2 separate regions of the Solanum lycopersicum genome follow, and region 2 is linked to region 1. Evidence: chromatin contacts called from public HiChIP or PLAC-seq data. All regions are on one chromosome and are shown on one strand. The core of a region is the stretch at or near the end of the contact, and the rest is flanking DNA. Distances in the headings are between cores, read along the strand shown. Region 1 holds the start of LOC101264836 (protein trichome birefringence-like 14). Region 2 holds the start of LOC101260951 (TBC domain-containing protein C1952.17c).

Region 1 (2,743 bases), core at 152-2,651:
AGATTTTAGCCACAACTTTCACAGGTCTGGGCTCTTGAAACTAAGTGATAGAAGCTTACAAAAAAGAAAAAAGAACCATGTCAAGATAACTACTCAAGCACCCAAATACAATGTACTTTATTAAATCAGACAAAAATGTTCAAAATATTCAAATTTAACAGAACTTCTATCAACTCTTTGAACCTCTAAAATGAGATAATGAAAGGGATACGAGAGGCGGGAGCCATGTACACAGTCGCAGGAATCTAAGAATTAGTCGTTTCAATGTAAAACATTATTTACATCTCGCCTCTCAAGTTATTCATGAGAATTCAACATAATATTTCATGATGTCAAATTATTCATATCATATGTCGCATCCAGCATTTCAAAGTGGTCATTATCTTCTTGTGTTGTCTCCTAGAATTTTCTCATTTATTCTGGAAGACACTATATGACTTTTGTGAACTGTCACAAGGCCACAATCACATGAGGTATGGTACTTCAATCTTGAATACACACTTTGGTATTAATCTTTTCATGCTATGAAACCATTTGCTCATTTCTTAAACAGAAACATTATGAAAAATGAACATATTTGCTGATGAATCAACTACGTTACAGGAAGAGCATTATATAAACTAGGGGTAGACTAAAACATTAACAGAAAAGAACAAACATAAAGAAAGCCCATTTGACAGAATCTTATCCTAAAGCTAACTTTCCGAAAGATAGTCTCAAATGGCAACATTACAGCCAAAAGAAAGCACCAATTCCATAACTAAAACACAAGAAAACAACATACCCAAATCAAGTTTTGTCCTTTATTTCACAATTCTTTATCAGTAAAAATACAAACTTTAATCCTTTTTTTTAACTTATTCTATAACAAAATCATTTCAATTACCAAAAAAAAAAAAGAGAAGAATATCTTAATTACCAGCAAGAGCATTATATAAATTAGGAGCAGACTAAAATATAACTGAAAACAACAAAAACCCATTTGACTGATTCCTATCCTTAAGCTACTCCCAACATGGCAGCAACAATCCACAAGTGGGGTGGGTGTAATACACCCTTGGCTCAATAGAAGTCACAAAATGACAACATCACAGAGAAATCAACACAGCATTTTGATACCAAATCTTTATTTTTTAAAAAAATACAAACTTTCATCTTCTTATATAACAAAATCAATTCAATCAACAATTAAATAAACAGCCATGAAGATATAAATCATAAAAAAGTATTTAAAAAAATCACCTTTTTTGAACAATGCTGATAGATCCCCTGACCTTCTCCGTTCACATTATCTACTATCTGATAGATCGGTGTGAAATGTACATATATACGTATGGAGAATTGTCGGGTCGGGGTCGGGTCGGGTCAGAACAATGGAGCTTCGGCCGACAAATTGATAAAGTAGAAGAAATCTGGTGTTTTGGTAGATATATGGAAAGTGAGGGTTACTCTCTTTATTTTAGTTTGTTCCGTGGTATTTGACTGAGCATATAATTTTAAAAAAATATCAAATATCAAATATATATAAATGGTCTTTTCGAATTGTTCGAAATTATTATTTGGACATTTCAATTAAGTCTATAATTTATTAGACACATAAAGGAATAGAGGTTCAAATTAGATATGTCAGAATTCGATTTAGTTGCGGCAATCTTAGCACTTCTCAGAGAGATTTCAAAATCATCAGGCCAAGTTCCGCTTATCATATCAGAGAATTTAGTACCAAAAAACATCTGCAAACAACTGTTCATTGACAGTAATACAATTTTCTATTACTGAGGTTTTTATCTCATCATTGTCAACAGAGAAACAAAGATCCGCTCAGAAAATTTGAATAATAAATTCAAGACCAGACGGACTACATAGATATTACATATATAATAGATATTACATATATATATCTAAGAGCAAAACTAGAACTTTTAGATTTGGGGTTGGGGGAGGGGGTGAGGGGAAGGGGAGGAAATAGAGCGATGATTATAAAGGATGAAGAAAACATTATTTTGGCGCCCATTATCAAAATGGATTGAAAATCTCGTTTTTAGATTGGAAACTTGAGTGAACGCTACTCATCACTCACAAAATGTTCATTTTCAATTTAAAAAGAATAAACCATCTACTTTTAAAATCGAAAAATAAACCATGTATTTTTAAAATCGAAAAATAAACCATGTACTTTCAAAATCAAAAAATCAACTATCTACTTCAAAATTAAAATTAATTTACGTGATATTTTTTTTAAAGCATTTTATATTAAGATATTATAGTTCATATGGCTAGTTCACGTGATACTTATTTTATGTAATGTTCCTCTATATTATAAAGTAAAGAACTTCTTACTATAGAATTGTAACGACCAAAGGCACTTTTGCCATTTTACTAAAATTACCAGCTTAAAACAATTGTACTTTCTGCTTCTAAAGTATTAAATTTCTCAAATACCCATTCAAGTTGTTATGATTATTTAATCCATCAGTGGTTTCCTAAACTTGACACTAATTTTCACTTAGACACCTTACCTAAGTTTTGTTCATTTTAGACACCTCATGTCATGTCTCGTTGTGTCATTTAACACTTTTTACTGATATGGCATAGTGAGTGTAATACACTCACTACCAGCGCGTGAAAGACTCATTTAATCATTTTTATTTTATTTTTTTTCATCTTCTTCCTCATTTTTTAGCCACCATCTCTCAAAGCTTGAACTCCTTCCACGGAGAAATAGTTTTGATGATGCTATGGA
Region 2 (2,743 bases), core at 170-2,669, 160 kb before region 1:
TAACATTTTTTTAATAAGAATAAATAAAAATAAGTATGACAATAAAAATAAATCTGAGAATTTTTTTTTCCACATATAATTACTGAAAACAAAGAGATATGGGAGTCACATAAGAAAATGACAAAGAAAACTAGAACAATAATATTCTTTTTAAGTTGGTAAATTCATCTAATTTTGTCCTCTACACGTCACCTCTTAAAGAAAAATACAAAAAATAATAATTAGTGATATTTAATATGCTCAAAATCCCCTGTTCATAATTTCTTGTCATTATTTTTAACATATTAAAAATAATAAGCCAACATAAATTTAGATCTTATTCATTTTATAATTTACTACTCAATAATTAAAGTTCATTTACGGAATGAAAATACATAAATTTATATTCAATAGTTTTATTAAAATTCTAACTTATATAAATTTTGTATTGCATAATTCATGAATATATAACTTAATTTTGTGAGTGTCAATGAGGAAATTTATAGTTGTCAATTATTTTAATTTTGTATCATGTAACATAATACATAATGAAAAACTTAATTTTGGATCCCACACTTTGGTGAAATTATTGTAAAAATTGAATTTTAAAAATTGAATTATTGTAAAAATTGAATTTTAATTCATCTTGTCATTTAGTAATTTACGATCAGATTTTTATGATTTGACAATTTAAATTTTATTAAATGAATGAAAGTGAAAATATTTATTCGGTATCTATGATCTATATAAAATCATAACTAATTCAAATTTTCATCACATTACATAATATATGAATGGACAACTCAACTTTGAAATCTCTCCCTCAACGTTAATGGAGGATTTGAATCGAAAAAGAAGAAGAGAGATTTTCCTAATGAAATCGTGATCAAAATCGAAATTTTATTCGTTTTATCATTAAATAGTTCATAATCAGATTTATATAATTTGTAATTGAGCATTTTCAAATTTATTTGATAAATGCAAATGAAAAGTATATTTGATGTCTATTTATAATTTTTCGACAAGGTATCCATGAATCAGAGACAACATCTTTTCATGACCTTTCGTCTCTGACAGTATCCTTTCTTCTTAATGATTAGGGATCCACCCTAACCCTAGGTCATGTAACATAATACATAAATCGACAACTTATTTCCTCGACATCCTACACGCCACTTGAAAAAGTTAATTCAATATTTCATCTAGAATCCCAATTAATTTAAAATCTGTACCATGTAAAATAATACTTAAAACAATTTTGAAATTCTGTTCTAAATGGATGAATTGAATAAAAAATAAAATGAGAGATGTAGAAATCTAATGAAATCATCATCGAAACTCATGTCTTATAATTTTATCATTAATAAATAATAATCAGATCTAAGCAATTTACAACTTACCAATTTAAATGAAAAGAAATATTCAATGTCTATGTACGACTTTCTAACGTTCATGAATCATAAACGTATCTCTCCATAAACTTTCACCTCCGAAAATATCCTTCCTTCTTAATGTCCCGACATCCATCTTAACCCTAATTAATTTATATTCATATCACGTAACCTAATACACGAAAACAACTCAAACTCACCTCTCCCCTAACACCAACCCCAACTTGACCCCTAAGACTCACCTATTGCAACAAACACACAAAAGCATAAGTCAAGCACTTGCACTCCACAATTTTTTTTTTTTTACTTCTATTCCCCTTTTTGTATTTACCAAACAAAAACAAATTTCTTATTTTCCACCCTTTATTCTCTCTCATCCTTTTTTCTTGTCTACCAAGATTTTCTCTTTCTTCCAAATAAAATAAAATTACTAAAATTAACAAAAAAAATAAAATTCATCAAAAATATTCTTCAAAGATTAGACCAATGACCACCCAATACCCATCACTCTATTACATTTCTTGTCTATAAAACTTTTTTGCCATTTCTTTCTCCCCTAAATTTAGGTCAATTCTCCTTCTTGAATTCCTTGTTGTTCTTTCTTCTTCCTTTTACATTTCTCAGAAAAATCTTAACCCTTTGATTCAGCTTTTTTTTTTCTTTATATATATATTTTTCTTGAATTTTGGCTCTAATTTCTTAATTTTCTGTTGAAAAATTGTATATTTAAGGAGATTTAGCAAATGGGGTCTTCAAAAATTTCAAATTTTTTTGTTCAGATTATTGGTTTGATTGATTCTTGCTGAGGTTTGAGCAGCTGGGGTTGTTTGAGAATTTTCCTTTTTTTCCTAGCTGAGAATTTTTGGTAGGGAAAAAATGGCAGCTGGTCCAATTGAGTCAACAGTGGTTCTGGTGGTGGAGGAGTCGTCTCGTCGTTTTGGAGATCTGAGAGGTGTCCAGTGGCGTATCGATTTGGGGATTTTGCCTTCTTCTCCATCTTCAACCATTGATGATCTTCGTCGTGTTACCGCTAACTCACGTAGAAGGTATAGAATCTGCTTTGTTCTTTTGACCTTTTTGGGGTTGTTATGTTTGTTTCTTTTGGTTTTCTTGTTTGTTGTGATAAAAAGATGAAACTTTACACTTTTTGTTGATTTCTGAAAAAATTGGAAAACCCAACTTGAGATATGATGTAAATGGAGGCTGTACAATTGTGCTGATGATGTTGATGGTGATGTGTGGAGATGTATGATGGTAAAGAATAGTATGTTGCTAGCAGTTGACTAATTTGATTATCTATTTATATAAACACAATTGTATTTGCTTTTGAGATGTGTTCATCATTAACATAATTGTTGTGTTGAGATGATCTG

The links. HiChIP or PLAC-seq counts read pairs in DNA pulled down with a chosen protein or histone mark.
Region 2: a contact with region 1 is called in an RNA polymerase II HiChIP or PLAC-seq map of leaf, with 5 times the contacts expected there. The contact joins the promoter of LOC101260951 here to the promoter of LOC101264836 in region 1. A contact is called at or near these places in 2 of 8 Hi-C or Micro-C datasets (both in leaf) and 1 of 1 datasets of contacts at active chromatin or transcription factors (leaf).

The regions. Positions count from the first base shown.
Region 1 is chr7:5,478,142-5,480,884 of SLM_r2.1, reverse strand. LOC101264836 (protein trichome birefringence-like 14) reads right to left here and starts at 1,401. Exons shown (of 5, transcript XM_010325046.4): 1 at 1,243-1,401; 2 at 1-54.
Region 2 is chr7:5,641,399-5,644,141 of SLM_r2.1, reverse strand. It overlaps LOC101260951 (TBC domain-containing protein C1952.17c), which reads left to right and starts at 1,419. Exons shown (of 5, transcript XM_004242773.5): 1 at 1,419-2,416. The coding sequence starts at 2,247.